Linked DNA regions of Zea mays: region 1 is linked to region 2. A link is a contact called in public Hi-C data. All regions are on one chromosome and are shown on one strand. The core of a region is the stretch at or near the end of the contact, and the rest is flanking DNA. Distances in the headings are between cores, read along the strand shown.

The links. A called contact is a pair of places that touch in the nucleus more often than the background predicts.
Region 1: a Hi-C map of ear shows a contact between it and region 2, with 2.0 times the contacts expected there. The contact joins the promoter of LOC100284029 here to the enhancer-like site in region 2. A contact is called at or near these places in 2 of 25 Hi-C or Micro-C datasets (ear and tassel).

What each region holds. Positions count from the first base shown.
Region 1 is chr5:133,618,588-133,624,789 of Zm-B73-REFERENCE-NAM-5.0, reverse strand. It overlaps LOC100284029, which reads right to left and starts at 3,365. Exons shown (of 6, transcript NM_001156927.1): 1 at 3,033-3,365; 2 at 2,211-2,380. The coding sequence starts at 3,174.
Region 2 is chr5:133,028,552-133,035,608 of Zm-B73-REFERENCE-NAM-5.0, reverse strand. LOC100281116 (ATP-dependent Clp protease ATP-binding subunit clpX) reads left to right here. Exons shown (of 15, transcript NM_001154035.1): 15 at 1,575-1,850. The coding sequence ends at 1,649. Among protein-coding and RNA genes, the nearest start is that of LOC100281116, 15 kb to the left of the region's middle. Within about 2 kb of position 2,113, at least 6 of the 20 cell types and tissues checked have an H3K27ac peak or open chromatin away from gene starts, as enhancers often do. A contact at or near this core is called in ear, where this site is marked.

The DNA.
Region 1 (6,202 bases), core at 2,116-4,615, 590 kb before region 2:
AAACATATAACTCCTTATATAACTAGTAAAATTCGTAATTTCTCGCAAAGTTCAACGTAATACGTGGGTCCAACTCCAATAAGGTGAAATCAGTAGATAGGTGATGTTGACATATGTCAATTGTTATTGTAATAACATTATCTGTTCAAAAGCTGTAAATCCTGATTTGTGATTTAACAATCCTCTGTTTAGAATCATTGTGACTTTACTTACTCCCTCCATCCTAAAATAAGTGTCACTATGGTATTCGTGCCGGTCAAACTTTTTAAAAAGTTTGGTTAGGTTTGTACAAAATATTAACATTTGTATCTCCAAATAAGTTTATTATAAATATATACTAGTCGGTTACCTGTGCGTTGCGACGGCTCACAACAATATCCACGTAAATTATCCACCAAAAAGATATCAAGGTTTTTTATTGATTGTCTTCGCTCTTCGCATAATATTTTTATGAACGCACGGGTAGCAAATCAGAGACTCTCATCCCTCGTCTCCCCCACTTCTAAGGTTTGAGGGGAAGGGAAAAGACGGACATACCTGTTCGTTGCCGGAGAAGGACAGGACGAAGATCTGGGTATCTGGAGGCGACATAGGTAGTATACCGCTAGATATATAGGGAGAGAGCACGCAAGCGAAGAAAGAAACCCAGCTGGAGCAGCTCCAAACCGAGAGACACACGCACCAGGCGTCAATCCGAGAAGGGCTAGAGAATGCGAGTGTCTTCCCAGCCCTGGACCCACCGAAACGACACAACACCATCACCAACTCCGTAGCATATGCGGACTGCTGCCACGCTACAATCCTTGGTTGTCCAATATCTCAGACCTGGACTCCTCATCGCCAAGATAACCTAAGCGTGGCAGGCGCCACCATGTCCTCCTCGACGGCACGCACGGAGAAAGGCCAGGAGCATGACTGACTCGTCCCGTACCTTCGTCGACGAGCGTCGGTCGGCTCGCGGCTACGACCGTGGGCGGGGGCAACAGGTTGGGGAGGAAGAACAGGGCGAAGGCCAGGAAGACGAACAGGACGTCCGACGACGGCGAAAACGATGGTGCACACATGATGTGAAACGTCCTCATGGACGTATAATAGCCACTGGTGCTTTAAGTATAGTAGAGATTATATATTTGAATATCTTGTATATAGGGTATATAATAAAAAATATTAGAAAACTAAAACCGTATATAATTTGAGATGGAAGGTGTAATTTGATTTAAAACGATTTTAGGAATTTGAAAAGGAAATCTGTTTGGGCGACTGTGGAATTCAGGAGGCGACTGCGACATACGACGAAGCCGGCACACGCAGACGCACCGACCTCCTCTTCTCGCTCGTCTGCTTCTCTTTTGCTCATTTTAACCGTCGCTCGTGTCGCCTTCTCCTATGTCGCACCCGACTGCTGCCTCTGAGCCTGCCCCCGCCACCTCGGCGCCCTAGTCGCCGCCGGAGCGCCGCCTCAACGTCTCGATCCCGGTACTTCCTCCCCCGAATCTCACCGAGCCCGCCAGATACACCCTTCTTTCATCAGGGTGTGGGTTCAAATCCCAACACTTGCACCGATTTTTAACATAACACACCTCCTGCACCGATTTTTAACATTTTACGTTGAGTTGATTTGGAAGAAATGTAGGACTTTTTTGTAAAAAGATGACCGTTGAAACTGGTGCTTTAAGTATAGTAGAGATTTAAACAATCTATCTAATGATAATAATTACGTACTATAAATATTAATATTTATTAAAGACGTTTGAGTCTCAGGAAGTGAGAGTGACACTTACTTTGAGACAGGAGTAAATCAATAGTTGGAATTTTGGCTTTCAGAACAAAAAGTAGGGCTTACAAACATAATATAGCATAAACAAGTTGGTCTAGGTATTGACGTGATGGTCATGGACTAATCACTTAGATTAATTTTTGAATTAGAAAGTGACCCTATCCAATAAGGAATACCAATAAAAGTACACACTGAAGTACAATGCCCCCAACAAATAAGCCAAGGGATTGGCTCAATGCAAGAGTAGCAAGACCCTGAAGGGCACGTAAGTTACTAGGTGCAAAATAACAACAATAAATTCATGGCAAGTACAGAAGCTCAACACACATGGCTTCGACACCATGCACCTTGAAGCTGATAAAAATTGTAAATGTATGATAAATCTAGCAGCAGACGGGAACTCTTCTTTCCATGAAGTTTTCATTAAACAAACCTTAGCATCCTTGACATTGTGATAAAAGGGAGAGGCAGTATGAAATACAGTGTCGCATCCATGAACTGCAGCATCGAAAGAACCCTCTTCTAGCAGGCTAGCTTTAAATAAGTGCAGCCTATCCTTAGCACCATCCAACGCAGTCAGGTGCAATGTTTTCTTTGGGTCAGCTGAAAAGTGAAGACAACAATGACTGTATGCCAAAGGTAATATTGCGTATGTGAAATGAAGAACAGAGAGTGCGAAAATAGTAAAAAATAATAGTTTGGTAGCGCAACATAGAGAACTGCAGAGTCCGGTAAAATTCGTTTATACGTAGCCACTTGGAAGGGAAGTAAGAAGTACACATAAAACTGAAGAGAGTGAAGATGAGGTTGGACACTTGAGCCATATGTTTCAGCCGATATTCATGACACTCTTTTGTTCCCGAGGGTTACATTGGACATAGAGTTCCTGTTCTTTTTTTCTCCAGAGAGGGGCTTATTCTCTCCCTTTTGGAATTTGGTGTACCGATATGTATGGGGATACAAAGTAATCCTTAAGAAACTGACCAAACAAGTTGATCGGTAGCAGCATTTTTCAGTCTACAGATGCAATCAAAGATTTCGGGTGCCTCCGGCAAGTGGATCCATAAGCAAAATAGTACCAAATCTGCCATCCCAAATTTACCAAGGTAGGATATCCAGTCCCGTGCCAACTAATCAATTCCCAGTCTAACCTAACCAATCTCACAAAACATCATAGCGATTCTGCTAGCTACCACAAGGAAACAGTGGAAAAGGGAAGACAAGGGGACTGGGGAGGACGGGCCGGGATGCGCACCGGTGTCTCGCACGGTGGCGCGGACGGTGTAGCCGCGGTCGAGTAGGAGCCTGACAATCCAGGACGCGATGTACCCTGATGCGCCGGTGACGCAAACCACCTTCCCCGTCCCCATCGTAGCCGTCGCAGCAGCAGAGGCCATAACCGCCGCCTTGTGTTGTTGCGTTGCGCCTGAGCCTGCTTCGCTGGAGACCTGGAGTGGTTACAGGCAGCCGCGCTGTGAGGGAAACAGAGATACGGATTGGGGAGATTTAAGCATCCGTGATTCAGTAGCCGTGGGAAAATTGGAGTCTTTTGCTCTGTGTTACTGTTAGCGGCATCATCTACCTACTTACGTCACTATAGTCTAGGTTTGGTATCTAATTCCATCAGCGCTTACCTCAGTCGGTCAATCTTAGGTTGAACACGAGGACTAGTCACACAGGAAATGTGGAATATGATCCAAATTTAATTTTTTTAACTCTATCGGTTCTAATTTATAATTCATTTAACTTTTTTACCATAAATATAATCAACTCATCTTATTTAAAAAATTCATAATTATTATTAATTTTTATGATGATGTTGTTTAGCATATAATATATATCTATACTTAAATTATCAGTTTCAACGGTCGTTCCGCGTCATGTTTTTACAAATAACCCCTCACATCTATTTAAAATTAACATGTCGGTCCCCTCTGCGCAGTCAACCTCCACGTCCCAAACCACACCTCTGCATATAGACGACTAAACGAAAACGACGACCCGACACGGGCCCGCTAGGCCCGACGCTGCAGGCACAGCACACCGCCCTGCTGACCATGTCGGACCAGCTCGTCGGGCTATTTGGTTAAATCAGCGTAAAATGTTAAAAACAGTGTAGGAGGTGGGGTTTGAACCCACACCCTAATAGAAGAAGGATGGGAGACACTGGACGAAGGTATAGTTGGTGTGGTATATGATTGTTCATGTAATGGTGAATGGTACACATGTAATGGTGTATGTTTATTTATGTGGTGTATGTTTTTTTTGTATGTACGATATGTGAATCTATATTAGAAGCTGACTGTGTGGTAGAAGATCCAAACACGTTCTAAGACAACCCGCAGGACACGTTCGAGCAAGGCAAGTGGATTCTCCCTCTGCATTTCTGTTTGTACCCAATAATGCATATAATAATATTTACTTTTCGAATATTTGCATAATTTGATGGGATTTGTCTAAATAGGGTTTCCTATAAATACCAACCCTATTCCTGGATTACCCTGGGATAAATATTATGCTTAGCAATTTGTGCTACCGCTCAACTTGATAATTATGATGTCACTCATTAATGATACTAATGTTCCAGAAATGAAGTTTGTATTATGAAATTAACCCGATGGTTAAACAAGATCATTTCGTATTAAATGGCACATAGAGTGACCACCCAGGATAACAGTGCAACCACGAGTGCTATAATGGCTCTGGCTTTGGCAATATATAGCTCTATAGACTTAGTGCTTAGCAACCCTACCTGAAAGATGGGCAAGAAGGGGCGGCAGTGGTGTGGTGGAAGCTTATGTTAACATAGGGTGGTAGTCTTGGCTAAGTTACCTCGCCTAGAGGGTCATCAATACTGACGTGGAAACCTTAGCGGTTGGCTTTGTACTAAGGATATTTTGTGAAAGCCTCGTAATGGATCCCTAGTCATTCACCTTGGCAGTGTTTATGGGTCCGTACAACCTAAGCTAGATGGGATACATGGCTTGTGGGTAAAGTTGTACCACCTTTGCAGAGTGTAAAAATGATATGTCAACCGTGCTCACAGTTAAGAGCAACCTGGACCCTCACGTGATAATTAAACTTAAAGATGGAAAATAAATCGTGATCCTATGATTTATAAATAGTTTGCTTAAGTGGTTTCACTTAAGTGTTTTTGAGATTTAATTTTGTACTTATGTTTAATTAGAAATTTTGGGATACACTTACAACTAGTAAGTCAAGCGTTGTTAATAAAATATTGACCAACTAAAATGCTTACCGCTTATCCATAGCCTACCTTATTAAACTTGCATTATTCCTCCCACTTGCTGAGCCCCGACCATAAGTGAGCTCAACCCTTGCTAATATTTTAAACAGAGGATGAAGAAGAAGACTTTGCAGATGATGTTGATGAGTACTAAGTCTAACGATGCGCCAGTCATCTTCCTGTGGAAGAGCGTCCATGTTTTATCCGTTGTACTTTGATGATGATACTATTTAAGACACTTATGTCTGGAATATGTAATAAATTAACTCTATTCTCTTTACGCCTTTATTGCATTGTCTTTTCATATATTACACTTGTGACGTCAACATATGTGTGGAAAATGGATCCTGGCACACATATTCTATGCATTCGATTTTGCCCCAAAAACTGGGTGTGGCAGAAGTGGTATTAAAGCTATGGTGAATCTAGGTCGTTAGACTAGTTAGAAATGGAAAGCCCAGTCTATTCAAAATATGCTTATTTTGCTCTTACAAATATATTTTATTAATCTTGTCTCTTTAAAACTCAACTAAGGTGACATTTTCTCTTGTAGATGGTGTGTACTATCCAGACCACCCGTGTGAACACCAACTATATCCCTCCGCCATGGCAGGCTCCTGTCTACCCAGTGGTAGTAGAGGAAGTCCCTGTGGATCTTCACCACCTTCATGTGGAGAATGGAGTGATTCTAGAGGACAGCTCAAAGGAGATTTTGGCGACACCCACCCCGTTGTCAAAATCACAAGCCTTTGCAGCTGGAGCTTCATCTTCAGCACCGCCAGCACCAGCACCCCAAGCCCCTGCTCCTGGAGGTGACAATCCAGATGATTCTGGTGATGGTGGAGAAGATGATGCTAAAGAAGAAGAAGAGGAGAAAACAACAACGAGGAAGCCAATGATGAGAAGGAGGACAACTTCATTGGGATATGGTCTGTCACTGAGCATTACACTTCAATGTTCGAGACAGGACACTTCCCAAACCTGCTGCAGGATGTACTGCATGCGCTAGGAACCTACGTCCGACCTCTATTTGACACAAGGCGAGTGTCTAAGCCTCCTCGGGCTTGCTACTACATCACTCGTGTGTATATCAGGGTGATGAATGCAGAAAATAGGAGTTTCAGGACTCTATCAGCCCATGAGTCTCTGACGCCCCTATCTACCTATGCTACTTCGGT
Region 2 (7,057 bases), core at 864-3,363:
GTTAAATCAAAACGACGGGCTGGTCAGCTTACCTATTGGCTGGTTGACATTAAGTGTTTTACAGAGCAGTTAAGAGATATGTTCATGTCATTGTTAGTTTTTATGATGGTATGAGGCATGGTTTTTTCAAGCAGGGTATTTTCACAACCACTTAATATTAAGAAATACCCAAGTCTATGTTCATTACTCATGAAATTTTATGCATAGTGGTGGGATTGTGCATTGATACGTGCAAATGTACAAAATGGTCAATGTGCCTGACCAATTAGTGAAGTGACCAGGCACTTGATAACATAAACTAGTATGTTGCCTGTGCTAATGTTATGGGCCACATTAAATCCAAAGTTAATTCTATCAAATTTGAAGTACTTAACTAATTGTTCTTTGCCAAAGCTGTTTCCATAACACTGAACTGAGCACTGAAAGTTCAGTGTTTTGCTAATACGACCAGGTTAGGACTCCTGACTCCATTTTTTAAGAAATGACACTGGCACAAGGCATATTAGTTTTTAGACAAATAACATATGGCACCATACCCAAGCTACATTGATTTATCTGTACAGTCCCTACAAAACTGGTGCAAACACTCCATGACTGCCCGTGTCTTCCGAATAATTCCTGCAAAATAGGATCATAACAGAGACAGATGATCAGGCACACACATTTTGCACTTAATGTTACTTAAAATTTCACAAATGAAAAACTTACAGAACCTAGCTTCTAATGTAAACCAACTAGGCCTAGGAGCACATAAAAGAAAAATATTATAAATGTGATGAGCTTGACTTTCAGGCTTTCTGAAAGTTGAAAGAAAAAGATTATAAATGTGATGAGCTTGACTTTCAGGCTTTCTGAAAGTTAAAAGAAAAAAGATTTATAATCCACTTACAACTTATTTTTTGGAAGATAACGACAACTCACATACTTGCACCCATGTATTATATGGAATTTGCTACTTTCATATTTTGTAAGAAAAGATATTCGTTAGTAAGAAATTAGATCTCACAGCAATTGATGAGCTAATTTGCACCATATAACAAGTAATTAAGTACCAAATGCAGACCAAAGAAATGCTGGGTATAATCCGGATAATGGTAAAAAGGATAAGTTAAGGTGTAAGAAATTAGATACAGTTAACATTATAAGATTTGGCGTGTCTTTCGTGTTGGGAAAGGAAGAGGGAAAAAAAACCGAACGATTACCTTCACAACCAGTGACGTGGTGATTTTTGTAAGAAGTTAGCACATACATTGAAGGATGGCCGTTGGATTTGGTTGATTGAGAGAATGGCTGAGAGATGATCCGGCGCGTATGTTTTTAGGATGCTACATGTTTGGCTGCATACGTTGGTGTGTCCATGGTGGAGGTGATTAACGGGTGGATCAAGGATAATTATAACTGGTACTCGGTTCTTTTTTATTTGTCACGTTTTAGTTAAAAAATGAACTAGTCGATAACAAATATTCGATAACGGAGGTAGTATTTTATTTATGGGCAGAGATCCACTTTACATTGATGATTTTTTGAGGTTCTGGTACGTTGTTTTGCAATCTTACGCTGCTCTCTTTTTGCAGGGCCAACTCCAGGAGAGACCAAACGGGGAATCAGAGATCGATACGGAAGCCCCCTCTAGAGTGGCCAGCATGTAGAGGTTCCTGGCAACAATAATTATGTATATAAATAACTTATTGTCTGCCTTGTAACTGTAACCAATTCAAATGTAAAGTCGGGCCATATAAATTCATCATGTGACCGGCGCTGGGTTGTAATTTGTCATGTTGAATTTCGGGGGACTGAAGCTTGATCTTGCAGTATTTACATAAGGAAAGTAAAGAGGATCGCTTTGCGTCTTTGGGCAAATCAGGGAACCATCCAACTCTGATTTCCGTTTCATCTTTCACGCGATGGATAGGTATGCTAGTAGCCAGATCTTTTTTTTGAAGCCTGCAATGTTGTTCCGTATGGTTTCGTTTCAGGTTTTTTTTTCTGACCTGCGTATTTTTTCCCCCAATGGTTGGCGCGTATGCGAACTGCCTGCCAGTCAATTTCTCTCGTGACGCACTGTAACAGCGTGATGACAAAAAAAAAAAAAGATTTGTACGTGCGCACACGTCATCTAGGGTGAAGTTTCACCTAGACTGAGCTAAACGTTCCACCAACTGAACCAGTCAGTCAGTACATTAAACCCTTCTGGATTTGCAATCCACTATCGAGGCCGTGCGCCTAGTAACATGTCTGTAATGTGTGCACATTGTATTGGCTCCATGGACCCCAGCAATATAGATATAGATTTTCTAGAAATGTTAAATAATTATTTAATCATTTCTGGAAATGTTCAGTAACTAACAAGGCATCTTGGATGAGTGATAACATTTCCGGTAAAAGGACAAGTAATTGTTAAACAGAATTGTCAGTAATTATCACTTCCGCAGTGAAGAAAGAAACACCTATTCAATCATTAATTAATTAATTATTTATTAAAACTCCATTATTTAACTCCGTCTATGTTGATTGGAAGACTTCCTTGAGTCGTTTCAACATAGCCGGTCCCAAGCCCGGTAAAGGAGGGTTGTTAGGTCCGGCAAACCAACGTAAAAACCAGCCAAATCTTATGGAGATGAAACCACAAGGAAAATCGTTGGGGCGTAACCCTCTTAGCGACGCGCCATATCGGAACTCGGGTATGGTATTAAATAAGCAAGGGCCGGGCCGTCACCCCTTAAGTGATGCGCCGTCTCTTGATCTGGAGCCGATGATAAGTGAGCAAGGATCGGGTCGTCGCATCCTTAGTGGCGCGCTACATCGGCGCCCGGGTGTAGTGGAAAATGAGCAAGGGTCTTTGCATCTTCCTCGGCGGGTGCGAAGGGTAAGGAAGCTAGTCGAGCCAACTAGGGTCCGTGTAGGTAGTTGGAACGTAGGTTCCTTAACACGACGTTGCGGTGAGGAGACGGGTAAATATTTTATGCGTACAAGAGACCAAGTGAAAATGACAGAAGGCGAAGGAAGTGGAAGGTATAGGCTTCAAGTTGTGGTACACGAGGACTGCAGCAAACAAGAATGGAGTAGGCGTCTTGATCGACAAGAGCCTTAAAGATGGGGTAGTAGATGTTAAGAGGCTAGGAGATAGAATCATCCTAGTCAAACTGGTCACTGGGGACTTGGTTCTCAATGTTATCAGCGCATATGCTCCTCAAGTAGGCCTTAATGAGAACTCAAAGAGGGAGTTCTGGGAAGGCCTGGAGGACATGGTTAGTAGTGTGCCAGTTGGCGAGAAGCTCTTCATAGGAGGAGATCTCAATGGCCATGTGGGTACATCTAGCACCAGTTTCGAGGGTGTGCATGGAGGCTTCGGCTTTGGGACTAGGAATCAAGAAGGAGAGGAAATCCTGAACTTTGCCCTAGCCTATGACATGTTTATAGCAAACACTTTCTTTAGGAAGAGGAAATCCCACCTAGTGACCTTCAGTAGTGGCCAACACACTAGCCAGATTGATTTCGTCCTCTTGAGAAAAGAGGACAGGCATGCCTGCTTAGATTGCAAGGTTATACCTGTAGAGTGTGTGGTAACCCAACATAAGCTTGTCGTAGCTGACTTCCGTTTTAAGATTCGTTTACAACGGAATAAGCATAACAAGGTCACTAGAACAAAGTGGTGGAAGCTTAAACTATGGAGGCCATTTTCTTACTAAGGCAACTTATGGAGAGATTTAGAGAACAAAAGAAAGACCTGCATATGGTCTTCATAGACTTGGAGAAGGCTTATGACAAAGTACCTAGGAGTGTAATGTGGTGGGCCTTAGAAAAACACAAAGTATCAACAAAGTACATTAATCTTATTAAATATATGTACACTAATGTTGTGACAAGTGTCCGAACAAGTGATGGAGACACCGATGACTTTCCAATTAACATAGGACTACATCAAGGGTTAGCTTTGAGCCCTTATCTTTTCGCTTTGGTGATAGATGAGGTCACAAGGGACATACAAGGAGATATACCATGGTGTATGCTTTTTGCTGATGATGTGGTACTTATTGAGGAGAGTAGGAGTGGTGTTTCGCAAAAGTTGGAATTGTGGAGGCAGACGCTGGAAGCAAAAGGTTTTAGGCTTAGTAGGTCTAAAACAAAGTATATGAAGTGTGATTTCAGTGCCATGGGGTATGAGGATGCCGATGTTAGTCTTGATGGGCAAGTGGTACCCAAGAAAGACACTTTTCGTTACTTAGGATCAATGCTTCAGGAGGGAGACATCGATGAGGATGTCAGTCATAGAATTAAAGCTGAATGGTTGAAGTGGAGACAAGCTGCGGGTGTCTTATGCGACCCCCGGGTGCCACACAAACTAAAAGACAAATTCTACAGGACAACAATCCGGCCGGCTATGTTTTATGGAGCAGAATGTTGGCCCACTAAAAGACGACATGTCCAACAACTAAGTGTGGCAGAGATGCGTATGTTGCGCTGGATATGTGGCCACACAAGGAGAGATCGAGTCCGGAATGATGATATACGAGAGAGAGTAGGAGTGGCGCCGATTGAGGAGAAGCTTATGCAACATCGTTTGAGATGGTTTGGACATATCCAACGAAGACCTGAAGAGGCACCAGTGCATATCAGAATAATTAGGCGTCCCGAGAATGTGAAGAGAGGTAGAGGTCGACCAACCTTGACGTGGACAGAGGCTGTGAAGAGAGACCTGAAGGTGTGGAATATTGATAAAGAGCTCGCCGTGGATAGGAAGGGGTGGAAGTGTGCAATTCACGTGCCAGAACCCTGATTTGTAGTTTCTCTTTTCCTCCTTAATCGTTTGACCTTTTCTTGTGCCTCTTTAAATCTTGCTGGTTCTTGTGGGGTTTATCTCTTTTTATGTGTTTCCCCGTTTCGTCGTTTTTCGATTCTCCTTTGCCTTTGTCTCCCTTTTCTTTTCTTTGGGGGTTGAGCTCTGAGGTTTTCATATGGAGTTTTATCTCTAGCCTACCCCAACGTGCTTGCGACAAAAAGGCTTTGTTGTTGTTGTTGTGTTATTTATTAAAACTTCAGTAACTTTATCAATAAATCTCATTCTATTTAAATCACTCATGGAACCTGAATAATTGTATTCAATAATTTTTTGAAACATTCAATAACTACTAAGGCATCTTAATCACAGATGATGTCAAAATGACATCATTTTCAGTAAAAACGCAACACAAGCATAATAATTGTTAAACATAACTGTCAATAATTATCACTTCAGTACTAAAAAAGAAACAACAATTATTCAGTCATTACTTAGTCATTTAGTAATTTATTAGAATTTCAGTAATTTTGTCAATGAATCTCATTCTATTGAACTTACCCACAAAATCCAAATAATCGACGAACTGGATTAGGCGCGCGGGGGTGGGGGGAGCGGACCGTGAATCCACAGCGTGCGGGTCTTAGGGCGATCAGGTACATGGGGCAGAGGGGCCCGCTAGTGGGTCGGTGGGCGCGTGGGGCTAGGTCGGGGCGGGGCTGGTTCGAGTAAAGCTTCACCTAGGTGACAAAATAGTGTAGCCCTATATATATAAACACATGGAAGCGCTATCCATCATCTAGGGTGATAGACCGCCCTGACCCCCTACACCGGTCTAAACTAGACAACCGTCCCACCAACATGCATGCATGATTCATTGCCACTTAAAAATTAAAATATAGTAAATCGAGTGTCGAAATTAAAAATTAATTTAACATTACACTACTAGAATCTAGCTCTTTGCCAAGTATATTTTGTCGGGCACTCGACAAAGAACTACTCTCGGTAACGACCACATTTACCGAGAGCAGGATGCTCGGCACATGAAGACACTCGGCAAAGACCGCTTTACCGAGTGCCAAACACTTGGCGAACGGCGACACTCGGCAAAGGGCCGTCAGAAGCTGTAAAGCCCAAATTTTTTTGATCAGAGAAAAATAATGATATAAATAAATAGGTATAATTATGTTAGTATTTTGGGGGATTTTTGAAGCCTTTTTGAGATTTATTAGTTCCCTTCCTTTTCATAGTTAGATAATGATATTAAATTAATCAAGTAATCAATAAATAAAAAAGAAATGGGCATTCCATGCTTATGAATTTGTTGGGGTCCATTTTATTAAAATAAGGAATCATAATTTAAATTTGACCTATAGATGAAATACAAAACGGAAAATGAGAAAGGAAATCTTAATAAAGTCATTTATTACTTCTATAATTAAAAAAACTAAATAATAATGAAAAGAGGATTTATCTTTACATTAGAATTATATTTGAGAGTTGAAATCGGAAAATTTAAACAGGGATTTGAATTTGAATATGATATCTGAAATTGAAATAGAAAAGTAAAAGGAGAATTTCTTGCGCTTGGGCCAAACTTCGCCTGTCTTAGCCCATTTCCGGATTCCATCCCGCGCAGCCCAAACTCCCATCTCCCCTATCAGCCCATGTCTCGCTCAGGCGGCCTGCTTCGCAATTTTCCTTCCGTGTAGCCCATCACTCTAACCTGGTCACTTCCATGCGGGCCCCTTTGGTCAGAACCTTCTTCCACCCATGGCTGATGACGTTGTGTCCGAGTGGTCTGTAAGATCTCCCGATTACCGCGCGTGGATCTGTAGCTATCACTTAGGGAAAACAAACTCCGTGCTTCTCGGCAACATATTTTATAGACCGGGTACATAAACAGGAGTCTCACACACTTGTCCCATCGGCTCGGCCCTCGACCACAGTAAAGGATCAAGCGTAGACAGGAAAACAGAGAGAGCGAAGAGGGAGAAGGGAAGGCTCGTCCGTGCGTGGTGGCTCTGGCAAGCTACAGGCGGTGCGACGGCGCACCTCTACCCGGCCTTGGAGTTCACCCAGGAGGGTGCTATAGAACACACCAAAGCGAACAGCCAGCCAACAGCCGCCGCTACCGGAACGCTGCGCAGTGGAAGCATGGTGGGCCCATCGTCGGTGAGTGTCTTTTCTGCTGTGATGATAGTCTCCGTTCCTTCTATGCGCGTCCACGGATTGGCTAGCGCTCGGGCGGGCATGGCGTCGTGGCCGGGACTGCGGCGC